2 separate regions of the Mus musculus genome follow, and region 2 is linked to region 1. A link is a contact called in public promoter capture Hi-C data. All regions are on one chromosome and are shown on one strand. The core of a region is the stretch at or near the end of the contact, and the rest is flanking DNA. Distances in the headings are between cores, read along the strand shown.

Region 1 (7,480 bases), core at 1,017-3,516:
CAATTCAAACACTCGAATACACACACACATACACACACAAATAAATGAAAAACCCAGCTTCTTTCTGACTGTGCAGATGCACATTAGGACTCCATAGGCTGATTTTGAACAATCAGATGCATGAGGCCGTCTTGGCCTACACCGTCAGGCACTGTCTCAGAAAACCACAGGCATTACCACAGTAATGCCGTATAGAGGTGCGATATTTGCCTAGCACAGCCAAAGGTGTGGTTATGACCCTCTAGCACTACAAAAATAAATGCATGAGCACCACGTCTGCTGCTTCGCTTTGTACTCCAGGCCTTGGTTGATTTGTTCTAGAGTGGCCAGAATCTGGGAACAAGACTGCTGCTATCAAACCAAACACTAAGGGTCACAAAACCACAGAGCCATTTTAGTGAATGTGCCCTTCCTGAAAAAGTTTAATCTCTTGTGTAACAGGTTAGGCATCTGTAGTAGTAACTTTTTAACCTTATTGGCGTTGGCAAGTATTACACAAGTATACTGACAAAGCTTGCAGTGTCTCACACATAATATTATCACTCTGGGAAGGTCACCAGCCTCTTAAGTCAGAACTTAACTCCTTCCTATCCATTGCTCTGCATAGTCAGTCAAGTACCACATTGTGTTGTCTATTTCCCAAATGCACTTTAAACCAGTCCCCTTTTCCTATTCTATTACCATTCTTTTCATTGAAGCTTTTGTTTCTTGCCTAGTACATTCTATAGCCTCCAGGCCAGGCCCACACATCTGAGTCACTGTACAGTTGTCAGTATGTCCTTTAAAGACACGGGAATCATCCTGTTACCACTTGGAGGAAAGAGGATTTTTTTTTTTTAATGTAGGGGGCTGGTGAGATGGCTGGGGGAAGGGGCAGGAGGCAGGTAATGGCACTTGCAGCTAAACCTGATGACCCAGGACATACATTGTCTTCTGGGCGCCACATGCATTCAATGGCACTTGCATAAGTAAGTAATAAGTGTAAAAAAAAAAGTTCCCATAATGACACCTGGGCTCTATAATAGATTTAGAATAAATTTCAGCTCAAATTTCCCGTGTCAGTGCCAAGAGCATCAGTTTAGACAAGGGTAGTCTGTTGGCTCACAGATAGACGGCGGCGGCAGGTTATCTTACTAAGGGCAGATACTTCTCAACCTGTGGCCCCATTTTCTGTTTCTGGAGATGCAGTAAGTACACAGACAGCTCCATCTTTAGACAGGTTAACATTAAAAATAACCAAAGTCAACTGCAAAATGATGAGGCTGGCACACACCTTTATTAGTCCTAGACTTGGGGAGGCAGAGACAAGCAGATAGATCTCTGTGAGTTCAAGGCTAGCCTGGTCGTCTACATAGCAAGTTCCCAAAAAAGCAAGACTACATAATAATACTTTCTCAAAACTAACAAAAAACATCTCTATAGCCCCAAGAATACAGCCTAACTCATCCGAAACCCTAAAAATATGTGATCAGTTAGGATGGGATTTACAAGAGTTGGTGACTGAGAGAGAGCTGCAAAAAGGGAGACAGAAACAAGCTGTTTCCAAAAAACAAAATAGAAGTGCAAGTCCTCCAGCCACTTAAAAGTTGGAGAGGAAGCCAGGCAGTGGTGGCGCATGTCTTTGATCCCTGCACTTGGGAGGCAGATTTCTGAATTCGAGGCCAGCCTGGTCTACAGAGTGAGTTCCAGGGCGGCCAGGGCTACACAGAGAAACCCTGTCTAAAAACAAAACAAAACAAAACAAGAAACAAAAACAAAAAGAAAAAGAAAAAAGGAAAAAAGGTTGGAGAGGAGGGGGAAGCATTGCTAGTCTAGGATTAAACATCTCCCACGTAGAAAGAGAACTAATCACACTAAGATAATTTTCCCTGATCCTCAGGTGCTCAGGCAATAACAACATCTACAACTTAAGACAGACTACCCCAAGGGACAGGGACTAGCCAAAGACATTCAAACTACAGAGTAGTTAGTCTAACTTGGCATCTGATCCACCCATTCGTTTATTAGCATGGTTCAAGAGAGCTCCAGACACCTTGGAACCTCCTATACAGGCAACAGGCCAGCGTAGGGGACAAAGTCCTAGTCGTTTGCGTTTAGTGGGAAAGGTTCACAACTAGAAATTATTTTCCACTCCACACTGGCACCCGTGCTCCCAGAGGCTGGCTGGTGACTGCAGCAGCTGTGACAGGGCTGTGACAGGGCGAGAATGACCCTGACTGAAGCGCAGGGCATTCGAGGAGGTGCTCTGGCGCGGGAATCACGCTCCTCCCACAAGTAAACCTCCGGAAGCCGCCAGGCCGGATTTTTCAGGCCCTCAACATTTATAGGGCTTCTGGACACCACTCTACGACCCGGCCACTTCCTAAGGGGGATCTGAAGGACGCCGGCCATGAGCAGCTCGAGCAGCTGGCGGCGGGCAGCCACCGTGATGTTGGCAGCAGGCTGGACCCACTCGAGCCCGGCCGGCTTCCGGCTGCTGCTTCTCCAGCGAGCACAAAACCAGCGCTTCTTGCCCGGCGCGCACGTCTTCCCGGGCGGCGTGCTGGACGCGGCCGACAGCTCACCCGACTGGGTGCGTCTGTTCGCGCCTCGGCACACGCCGCCGCGCTTCGGCCTAGGCCCGGAGCCCCCTCGGCAACCCCCCTTCCCCGGGCTGTCCCACGGCGACGCGGACCCCGCGGCGCTGCCCGATGACGTAGCGCTGCGCATCTGTGCCATCCGCGAAGCCTTCGAGGAGGCGGGGGTGCTGCTCCTGCGGCCGCGGGACGCGGCTCCAGCTTCTCAGGAGCCCAGTCAGGCGCTGTCGCCTCCGGCCGGCCTGGCCGAATGGCGCTCGCGCGTGCGCAGTGACCCGCGCTGCTTCCTCCAGCTGTGTGCGCACCTAGACTGCACGCCTGACATCTGGGCGCTGCACGACTGGGGCGGATGGCTCACCCCGTATGGGCGAACCATCCGCCGTTTCGACACCACCTTCTTCCTGTGCTGCCTGCGCGACATTCCGCGCGTGGAGCCCGACGTGGCCGAGGTGGTGGGCTACCAGGTAGGGGTCGCGGGACCCGCCCCCCGGGATGCGCTGAGCCTTACCCCAGACCAAAGGCGCACGTGCGTGACCTTGCTTTAGGCTCTCAAGGACTCAACTCTCACCCTAAGCGGGGGCGCGGCAATGCTCCCAACTGCCTGTTCTGGACACTTCCCAATTCACTTCATGCCCTAAATCGTTTTCATTCGGGTTTCTAGAACACATTATAGGATTTCAGTCATTAACTTTCTTCTTCCTTCTTCATCTCTTCCTGTTTCTCTGTTCCCGTTTCCTTCGTCTTTCGCTTTCTCTCTCCTTTCCCTTTCCATCTTTCTCCTTTTTCTAACCCCTTTCTCTCTCTGCATGCGCACGCGTGGTAGGTGTGTGTGTGTGTGTGTGTGTGTGTGTGTGCGCGCGCGCGAGTTGGTCTGTCTGTCTCCCTCCATCCCTCCCTCCCTTTCTTTTTCGTGTCACTTGCAATGCACCAGGCACAGTTAGTTAGGCTTCAGGCCTAGGACCCGAGGTCTTGAGTGTGCCACCGCTTCAAGTTCATCTTTTATTTATGCAAAAAAATGTTTTCAACTGCCCGTTATTTTCCTTTTTGTAAAATAAACAAAATGACTTATTTTAAGTTGTGTTCTGGTGTGAGAGTATATGCACGTGAGTGCAGGTGCCCATTGATGCCAGAAGTGTCTAATCACCTGGAGCAGGAGTTGAGGAAGGTTGTGAGCTACCTTGAATGGGTGCTGGGCACTGAACTCAGGCCTTCTGCGGGATGCTTCCTCTCCAGATCTCAGTTGAGCCAGTCTCTCGCGCCACTCCCTGTTTCTTGTACCTGCAGTTACACATATGTTGGACAGCTTGGCCTCCCACTGGACCTGGATGCCTCGTTCACTCATTTCAACCTTTTCCTCTCAGTATTCCAATTGAGTAAACTCAATGGCTGTTTTTTTGCTTTTTAATATTTGATTGTGTTTTTTTGAGACAGGGTTTCTCTCTGTAGCCCTGGCTGTCCTGGAACTGACTCTGTAGACCATGCTGACCTTGAACTCAGAGTTCTGACTGCCTCCGTCTCCTAAATGCTATGATTAAAGGCGTGTGCTGCCACACCCAGCTCAATTGTTTAAGTTTGCTTTTTTTTTTTTTAAATGAAATATCAACTGTAAATAGTATTTCTGGAAGCATTATAGCTGCCTGTAACCTCAGTACTAGAGGATCTGACGCCCCCTTCTGGCCCTCATCTGGTGTACAGATTTCTAAGCAGGCAAAAATACATGAATAAAAAGTAACTAACTATAAAGCGAATTTTTTCCTTTTTTTTTTAATTTAATTTTTTTTTGAATTTTTTTCCTTTTTATTTTATTATGTTGATAGTTCCTTTACATCTTTGGACCAATGGAACTGCTGAGAACAGGAGTTTGTCAGTTTGCCATAACCTAGACTTCCTCTCAGGGGCCTCTTGGTACAGATACTTACAGAGCTTCTGTGATGGAGGATGCAGACCTGCCTGCTTCTCTTGAGTCACTCACAAATGCCTTTTTCATCCTTTCCTTGAAGTACTGTCCAAAGCCTGGGTGTGCTTGCCCAGACATTCTCTAAAGCTACTCTGCTAACCCCGTCCACCAGGTGACCACTTAAAGCATAGCTCTCTCTCTCTCTATCCACCCCATCTCCCTTCTGCTAGCACCTGCTGAGATCTATAGCTTTGTGCTCTTAAACTGTAGTAAAAATTGTCCTTGAGCTTCTCTTTGACCCTGTTTTTAACTTCATCATTTTTTAAAAGATTTATTTATTTATTTTATGTATATGAGTACTCTTGCTGTAGCTGTCTTCAGACACACCAGAAGAGGCCATCGGATCCCACTACAGATGGTTGTGAGCCACCATGTGGTTTCTGGGGTTTGAACTCAGGACCTTAGAAAGAGCAGTCAGTGCTCTTTACCACTGAGCCACCTCTCCAGCCCTAAATTTGTCTTTTTAACAAACGATTTTATTTTATGCATGTGCATGCATTTTAGTTATGGACTGCATTTCCCTGCGCTTGACGTCAGCATGCTCTGAAGTTTTTGAGTGCATGTTAGCATTGTTTTTAGGTCGCTGGATGCAGGGTTTTGTTCTATTCTCTTAACTAGTGTTGCACTCTCCCCGGAAGGCAGTTAAGTTATTAGAGATGGACTTTACCCTTTTGAGGTGTGTTTAAAATGGTTTGCAAGTGGGTCCACAGTAGCATTCATCCTTGGGGCTCATTTCCCTGACGTTCTATTCTGTGGTTCTATTCCTGCTCACTTGAGTGGAAAAGCTCCTTACATTCAAAAAAGGCTTTCCCTCTGTCAGGAATATACTGCTGGGGAAAACTAGAAAACGTCTTGGATCCAGGTGAGCATGAAGAATTTAGTCAGCAACCTCCCAGGTAGTTGCTCTTTCCCTGGGCGTCATCAGGCCCAGGTAAGTAGTCAGTAGAGCTGTGGAGTTCAGTTCTGGGTAGAACTTCTCGGCACATGCTCACCAGATACTAAGTGAGCCTTCCAAGTTCTGCTCCAGTCTGCCCCAGTCTGCTCCAGTCTGCCCCAGTCTGCTCCAGTCTGCTCTAGTCAGTAAGACTCCTGGATGCTACTTAGTCTCCCCCAGTGCTCTTGGACTGGGATTGACTTTAAGCAGATAGGTGGGCTCACTTCATTCTATTATATATTTATTTACTTACTTATAGTTAGGCATTTTTGGTGTCTGAAAATAGATTTTTATTGCCAGGCAGTGGTGGCGCAGGCCTTTAATCCCAACACTTGGGAGGTAGAGGCAGGCGGATTTCTGAGTTCAAGGCCAGCCTGGTCTACAGAGTGAGTTCCAGGACAGCCAGGACTACACAGAGAAGCCCTGTCTCGAAAAAACAAAACAAAACAAAACCAAAAAAAAATTAGATTTTATTGAGTTGCTGTGTAACGTGTGGGTTTAGCTCTTGTGACTGAAAGGATTTTTGAATTTTATTTACTAATTATTAATATTTTAATTGGCATTTTATTGTTGTTAAGTGTTGTTATTTATACTTATTATTTGGTTGTTATTGATTATTTTTGTTTAACACGCATGCAGCTGACCAGAAGAGAGCATTGGATCCCCTAGAACTTGAGTTATGGATGGTTGTGAGCTGTCCTGTGTAGATGCTAGGGACCCAACTCTGGCCCTCTGGAAGAGCTGCAACTGCTTTTAACCACTGAGGCAGTTCTCTAGCCTCCGGTTCTTTCTTTCTGAGACAGGACCTCATTATCTTACCCAGGCAGGACTTCAACTCCTGGACTCAAGCAATTTTCCTGCTTCAGCCTCCTGACTAAGCAGGGCGATTGGTACATGGCAGTGTCTGGGCCTCTGAAAGTTATGCTGTCTCGGAGAGCTCTAGCAAGGCCTTTGGATAAGTTAATGTTTTTCACATCAAATCGATCTTGTATCCCCATCTAACGACCACAGATCTGACTGGTGACTCAATACATCTTACAAAGCTTCTCCCTTTGTCTCTTACAGTGGTTGTCCCCATCAGAGGCAACTGAATGTTTCCTATCAAAAGAAATCTGGCTGGCACCACCACAGTTCTATGAAATGAGAAGACTTGAAAACTTTGCCTCTCTCTCTGCTCTGTATAGATTTTGTTCGGATCGCCCATCAGAAGTACCTGAGAAATGGCTGCCAATAATACTTTTAACTTCTGATGGCACCATCCATCTTCTCCCAGGTGAGTCAGAGAAGTATAGCACTCCTGTTCATTAGGATTCGAGTTGGGTACAGCCAGGCTTTCTGGCAGCATTGCCCAGCAGAGAGGGAGGAGTTACAGCCTGTTTTATGTCGCCTCTGCCTGTGGGTGTGGCTAACCTCTGCTTATAGGCCACCCCCATGCACCCCCTGATAACTGAATGCAGCCCAATACAAAAGCTTATGCTTCCTGACAAGTTTTGAGGGATCTTTTTCTTAACTTCTTTATTTTAAAGTTTTTGTTTGTTTGTTTTTTTATTGTTGTTCAGCTGTGTGGTTCTCAGACATAATCTTTAATGTCAAGGGTTGCAGTAAATCTCCAACCCCAATAAGCCCGTGCAAAGAACAGACAACTCAGTTACAATATTTATAAGGATTGGGCAGATTTACCACTGCACTACTCTGTTCCCCAGCTATGAGAGCCATTGCTACTTGTGACTTCTCCAAGCCACATGGTTCTGCTCCATCTTCCTTCCACCTCCTCTTCCTCCATCTTCCCCTGTCTCCTCCATCTCCTTGTCTCCTCTCCTCTCCTCCTTCCTCTCTTCTCCCTCTCTAAAAGCTCCACCTTTCCCTTCCACTGCTCAATCACAGGCTCTAGCCTTTAGTTACGAGGTTTGCTGTGCCTGGTGGAATAGTAATTAAAAGGTCACTGTCACTCCACTGTGGTGGTGCATGCTTTTTAGTCCCAGTATTTGGAAGGCAGAGACAGGTGGATCTCTG
Region 2 (7,158 bases), core at 353-2,852, 2.7 Mb before region 1:
ATTTCATGGGGAAGCATCAGACTTTTCCTCTTATCTCAGCCTCCTGAAGAGCTGGGATTCCAAGTTTGAACCATTAGGCTTAATTTCTCCCCTCCCCCTAGTGAAGCACATACATCTTTGTAATGATTTATTTGTTGTTGTTGTTTTTAATTGTGAAGTGAGGGGTATATGGTTCAGAGGCCGGAAGAGGGCATCAGATCCTCTGAACCTTGGATACAGGCAGTTCTGAGCTGCCTGGCGTGGATACTAGGAACCGAACTCAGGTCCTCTGCAAATATGTACCTTTTTTTTTTTTTTTTTTTTTGAAACAGGGTCTCACTAGGTAGCCCTGGCTGGCCTAGAACTCACAATGTAGCCTGGGCAGGCCTTGAATTTTCAAAGATCTTCTTGCCTCTGTCTTCCAGGTGCTGAGATAAAATGCACGGGCCACCACACCCCACTAATGTGCACTCTTAGCCACAGAGTTATCTCTGTAACCCCAAGCTAACTTTTTGAGACAGGGTCTCAGCCTAGAACCTTGGCTGCTCTGGAACTCACGCTGGAGACCAGGCTGACTCAGATTCACAGAGAGCCACCTACTTCTTCCTCCTGAGGGCTGGAATTAAAGACATATACATTCCCACTTATGCGGGAAAGTGAGTGTCCATCGCGCGACGGAGGCACAGGAGCGAGCAGCAGGCGTGAAGCCAGGAACAGGAAGCTGAGAGGACCAAAAGCAGGAAGCAGAATGAAGCGACAAACTCTCAAAGCCCACCCCCACCCCACCCCCCAGTGACACACGGGCCTCCAAGCAAGGCCACACCTCCTAAACCTCTCCAAACAGAACCACCAACTGGGGACTTGTTCAGATGCCTGAGCCTAGTGAGGGCATTTCTCACCGGAACCAGGACACAGTATTACGCTCCTTTGCCCAGTGGCCATTCTGGTTACATGTGGAATCTGGCCTCAGATCCTGTTTTTTGATAATCTGCCTTCCCTCCCTCACTGGGAGGAAACTGTTTCTCCCTCATGAGTGTCTATCTGAGCCCAAGGTCATGCTGGGGCCAGGCCTGCCTCCTAAGGGACAGTGAATGTTTGTGGGGCACTTAAGCAATGGGAAAAGGGATCAAATCACCTCCTGGCTGTCCCATCTTTTGTTTATTCATTCAACAAACATCTGCTGAGATAGAACTGGAGCTTCAGCTGTTAACTAAACAGGCAAAGCTCCCTCCTGGGCCTCACTGGTGAAGGGAGAGGAACAGGACACACAAGTTAGAAGTCTGCTATGGAAGGAATCCAGGGAATTGAACCCCAAACAACTATGTATCCTGGTGATCATTCTAAAGTAATGGCCTTTGGAGAGCGATAGATACTGTGTGAAGTGTCCTAGCATGCTATCTCAGCTAGAGAAAGGCCTTTAAGCCATTCCCAAGCTATACACACACACACACACACACACACACACACACACACACACACACACACACACACAGAGTTCATCTGGCTTGGTTCTTCTCCCGAGGTTCATTCAGTTTCTAGAGGAAGCTGATCACTAACTATCACCTGATGTCATTCCCACAGACCCAGATTTTCACATTCCCAACTCCTGACCTCTGGGCCACCTGGCTTTGCGTAACTAAGCTTCTGTGACTGTCACCGCTGTGTCAGTCTCTTTTCATTTCATTCTAGGGAGCCCTGTGGGAAAAGCAGGAGAGTTCTGCCTTTGCCCCTCCACTATCCACTACACTCTATATCTCCAGGATCTTCCACAGTGCCAAGAAGATTTCCTGCAAAGAGGGACTGTGATGTTTGTAAGGCACATGACTGTCCCTATGAGTTTAGCCCGGCCGGTATGCTTTTATAACTTATTAAATTGAAGAGATTATCTCAACATTTGTTCTCTGGATACAGATGTTTTCATTGGGTGGAGAGAGGCAATGTGCCTGTTAATGTTTCTCAGCTCAACACAAGCTTGGGTCATCTGGAAAGAGGGAACTTTGAAGAGTTGCCTCATCAGACTAGCCTTTGGGCATGTCTGTGGGAATATTTTCTTTTTCTTTTCTTTCTCTTTTTCTTTTCTTTTCTTTTCTTTTCTTCTCTTTCTTTCTTCCTTTTCTTTTCTTTTTTTTCTTTTTTTTTTGTTGTTGTTTGTTTGTTTGCTTGCTTTGTGAGATGGGTTTCTCTGTGTAGCCTTGGCTGTCCTGGAACTTGCTCTGTAGACCAGGCTGGCCTCGAACTCACTAAGATCTGCCTTCCTCTGCCTCCTGAGTGCTAGAATTAAAGGCATGAGCCACTGCTGCCTGGAAGAAATATTTTCTTAATTAACAATGGATATGAGAGGGCCCAACCCACCATGGGTGGCATCATCTGAGGCAGGTGTGTCTGCGTTGTATGAAACAGCAAGCTGAGTGGGCGTGGAGAGCAAACGAGTAGGCAGAACTCCTTCATGGCCTCTGCTTCAGCTCCTGAAGGTTCCTCCCCTAGATCCTCTTCATGGTGGACTATAAGTTCTACCCTGCAATAAACCCTTTCTTTCTCAAGTTGCTTTCGGTCATGGTGTTTATCACGGCAACAGGAAGCTAACCGGGTCAGGCAGGTACAGTACCATGTTTACAGAGGCTAAGTACTGTGGGAAAAGAACAAGACAGGGAGGGAGATGCTGAAGCTGTGGTTTCAGGTGGAGTAGTTAGAAATAAACAGGCAGATTCCCAGTAAAGGAGCTGGCATGGCTTTACCCTTCAGTGTGTACTGTAGGAGAGAGCCTCTGCACCAGAGAAAGCATCAGGAGAGATGTGGCCACATGCATGGGGGAGTGAGCCACTATGTACAGCAAGATGGAGAGGTTGAAGGGAAGAGCCCCTCAAGTCCCCTAAACAAAAGGAACTCTTACTCTTAAAGCTTTTCAGGGAAGGTGGGAACTTCTGCATCACGTGACTTATCCTGGCCCAGTCTATGTACCAAAGAACAACGGAGGCAGGTATAACCATAAGGTTATCTTGCAGTTGCAAGGGGAAGGAGCTGAGCTTGGTTTCCACAATCCTTTTGTGGAATTCCCCACCTTTCCTCTGACTTAATCTATGAGCAACCACTCCCTCCACTGAAATCTGCTCAGAAAATGCTTCCAGGGCCCTTGTCTTAGTTACTTTCTGTTGCTCTGATAAAACACCATGACCAAGTCAACTTACAAAAGAAAGAGTTTATCAGGGCTTCTGGTTCCAGAGTGCTAAGAGGCTGTCATGGTGGGCAAGTGGCAGTCACGGCAACTGGAATAGCTATGAGAACTCAAATTCTGAACCACAGGCAAGAAGCAGAGAGAGGGGCCAGGTGTGGTGGCATATGAACTTCAATCCCAGCACTAGGGAGGCAGAGATAAGTAGACCTCTGTGAGTTCAAGGCCAGCCTGGTCTACATAGCAAGTTGCAGGGCATCCCAGGCCATTAGACCCCATCTTGGGGGAAAAGAAGCAGAGCAAGTGTCCAGAAGCCAGGAAATGACAGCAGCATCAACGTGCATCTGGGCCAAGGAAGATGAAGTCGAGATCTAGCCCAGGTTTAGTAACATGGAGGCCAGAGATGGGGTCTTCAGTAAGATGGCTACTGGGGGACAACATAAACCCCATTTTAGGGCCAGGCCTGACTTCAAAAGGAAAGTCATCCTCTCCAAGAACTGACCATAAAACCCCCAAAGTCATCAGTCCCAGGAACTCGGCCATAAGTCACCAGCTCCAGGAACAGACCATAAATTCCGGGAACAAAGCCACAAAATCCCCCATCCAAAGAACAGCCTACAGATAACCACAAGGATGCAGAAATAATCTTATCTCAGGATGGGCTATCTGTGCTGGGACACCAGTGACACCAAGGGTATTGTATGTGGTCACCTGAAGGTGGTAACTCAGCCTTGGTTCAGGAAGGAGCAGATGTACTGTGTGCAACTCTGGCTTGGCTTGGATGTAGATAGAAAGCATGGATTCAAGGCTGGGCAGCCGTATATGGTTTGGGTATCTCATCCTGTGGTTAAACAATCATGACAGAAGAATGCAGTTCACTGACCACCTGGACACAAGCCAATCAGAAACTGACCCATGTGACATCCCTAGCACCCACCCATGAAGTTTTAGAATGCCTAACCGTAGCTAAAATTCCTCTAGTTCCCTATAAAAAGGCCTGTGCGTCTTTGTCTGGGGTCATTGTCATTTTTTTTTTAAGTGGCCGACTCCTGCATGCAGACTTCTTGCTTTCGCAAAATAAAAACACCCTTGCCAATTGCACATGGAGTGGTGGTCTCCATGTGGCACTTCTAGACTTAACTGTAGGACTATGGATTGAAAGAGACAGGCCAGGGACAGTGAGCCCTGGAAATGTCCCTTAGGAGTCCTCTCACAAAGGAAAAGAGATGGGCAGTGAGTGGCTGGGGGGCAGAGGGGCCAGGGTGGGCTTGTGCTGTGTTTTAACAGTCTTATTTTTTTAATTTAAAACATGTTTATTTTTATTGTATGTCTCTGGGTGTTTGTCCTGCATCATATATCTGCTCACCACATATGTACCTGGTCCTCATGGAGTTCAGAAGAGGGTTTTGGATCCCCAGGATCCAGTTACAGACAGGATCTCCAGTCACAGACACTCATGAGCCACCATGTGAGTGCTGAGAACTCAGTCCTTATGAAGAGCAGCCAGTACAACTCTGAGCCATCTCTCGATCCCCTAAAGGTCTTATTGAGATGTAAATCACACCTCCTAGAATACACCTACTTCCACGCTGTGACAAAATCCCCAATTGAAAAACAAGTTAGGGGAGGAAGAGTTTGCCTCTAGTTTCAGAGGATCAGTCAGCCATGATCACAGTGGGGAGAACTGAGAAACAGGAGTGGCTGCCTGCAGGGACCCTTCCTCTGCTTGTCACATGGGTGAAGGAGGAAACAAAGATCACTCACTGGAATCAGAGGAGAGGGTAACCTTAGACCAGTCTCTAGGGATCTACTTGTGTCAGCTCTGCCCACCTCACCTCCTAAAGGTTCCACAACCTCCCACATGGCACCACCAACTGGGGATCAAAGCATTGCAAACGCTTTACAGAAGCCACTCTGCGGCTTCTAGAACCGCCCTAAGATGGTGCAGACATCAATACTATACAATTTCAGGACACAGCTCAGTACACACACTGTTGACCCTCTACCAGCTGTCCCTTGTCTGGGCAGCCACTAACCTCTTTTTTACCTCAGTGGATTTACCTATTCCAGATTCATAGAAAAGGAATCATGGGCTGGAGAGATGGCTCAGTGGTTAAGACCACTGACTCCTCTTCCAGAGGTCCTGAGTTCAAATCCCAGCAACCACATGGTGGCTTACAACCACCTGTAATGAGATCTGACACCCTCTTCTGGTGTGTATGAAGACAGCTATGGTGTAGTTATTTAAAATAAATAAATAAATCTTTAAAAAATAAATAAATAAAGGGAACCATACAACATAAGACATTTTCTAACTAGTTTTCTCACTCTATATAGTTCCGTCAAGGTTAGTCCATATTGTTGCATCTGCATTTAGTTCCTCTTGATGACGAGGTAGTAGCCCTTTGAGTGTTATATATTATATTTGGGGGCTGGACCGATGGCTCAGTGGTGAAGAGTTCTTCCCAAGGACCAGTGTTCAATTCCCACATCACATATCAACTCACAGCTGCCTGTAATTCTAATTCTAGGGGATCCTAGGCCTTAGGATCTCTCACCTGCACATATCCCGCCCCACCAAACACACACATACACACAGTGAAACTTAACAATAGAAGATTTTTCTTAAAACATCATATTTTATTACTACCCATCTTTTGAATAAGGGTTTTTGCTTTTTCTCTCTCTCTCTCTCTCTGTCTTTTTGCCTGCACAAGTGAAGAGGCTAATGAATATTTGTGAGCAAGCTTCTGTGTGGACATGTGTTTTCAATAATCTTGGGTACAGACCTAAAAGTGGAAATGTTGAATCACTAGGCAAGTCTGTGTTTAATGTTTTGGAGGAACTGTCAAATCGCTTCTCAAAATGGCTGAACCATTTTACATCCCTTCCAGCACTGAAGGAAGGTTCTAATTTCTTCCCAGCCTCACTGACACGTCTTTCTATTTTTATTTACCCATTTTTTTTGTAGTGCAGAAACTGAATTTCCTCATAGCTTTGAAGATTTTTTTTTGTAATTATATGTATGTGTGGGTGTATAGGTGCACATGAGTGCAGTGCCTACAGAGGCCAGAAGAGGGCGATAGATCCCATGAAACTGGAGTTACAGGAGGTTGTGAGCCGTCGGAAGGTTCTCTGTGAGAGCAACAACTAGTCTTAACTGCCGAGCACTTCTCTAGCCCCTTCTGATTTGGAGGACTGATGGGGCTCAACTCATCTCGTGTGCTCACTGCACATTTATGGTAAGTAAAAGTATTTTGTTTTATTGTCTTGTATTTATGAGTATTTTACCTGCATGTTTGTTTGTACACCATGTGCGTGCAGTGCCCTCAGAGGCTAGAAGAGGTCACTGGGTCCCCTGGAACTGGACTTACAGGTGGTTGTGAGTAGCCATGTGGGGGCTATGAAGGAACCCAGGTCACCTGGAAGAGCAGTCAGTATTCTTAACCACTGGGCTGTTTCTCCAGCCCCCAATTACTGTACATTTTTCATCTAAGGATTTTATATTTTTACTTCTTGGTTTGTTTGACTTAATTTTTCCATGTCATTAGGTATGGGACTCAGCTTCATTGCTTTGCACACACTTAGTTTCCCGCAGTGAAATTTGCCAAACAGACTATCATTCTCCCACTGAAAGGTCCTACGACCTTTATTAGAGCTGGTTTGTTTTTTTTTTAATATGGAAGAAATGATACACGTGTCCATATGGGGGATAGAGCCAGCAGAAAGGAAGAAAGAATGACAAAGAATGACTTGAAGAATGCAGGAGATGGCTGAGGGGGAGTCCTCAGGTGGGAGAAGGGACTGAGTCTCATTCCCAGGGAAGGGGACTCTGTTGTTAGTGAGCTAGGTCAGGTGATGTGGATGCAGATTAAGTAGTGGGCATTCACTTCTGATCCCTTCCCTCTCCTTTCTGAAGCAAGAAGCAGAGCGAGAAGACAGAAGGCAAAACAGGAGCCAGAGTTGAGAAGAGAGTGGTTTAAGAACGGATGTTAGCCAGGCATGGTGGT

Evidence for each region. Promoter capture Hi-C pulls out the DNA fragments that hold promoters and counts their contacts.
Region 2: a promoter capture Hi-C map of liver shows a contact between it and region 1, with 3 times the contacts expected there. The contact joins the enhancer-like site here to the promoter of Nudt19 in region 1. A contact is called at or near these places in 4 of 39 promoter capture datasets (cranial neural crest, hippocampal neurons and liver) and 2 of 115 datasets of contacts at active chromatin or transcription factors (astrocytes and embryonic forebrain).

The regions. Positions count from the first base shown.
Region 1 is chr7:35,550,714-35,558,193 of GRCm38.p6, reverse strand. It overlaps Nudt19 (nudix (nucleoside diphosphate linked moiety X)-type motif 19), which reads left to right and starts at 2,266. Exons shown (of 3, transcript NM_033080.2): 1 at 2,266-3,040; 2 at 6,533-6,740. The coding sequence starts at 2,390.
Region 2 is chr7:38,203,580-38,210,737 of GRCm38.p6, reverse strand. No RefSeq gene overlaps it. Among named protein-coding and RNA genes, the nearest start is that of Plekhf1, 21 kb to the left of the region's middle. Within about 2 kb of position 1,602, at least 22 of the 459 cell types and tissues checked have an H3K27ac peak or open chromatin away from gene starts, as enhancers often do. A contact at or near this core is called in liver, where this site is marked.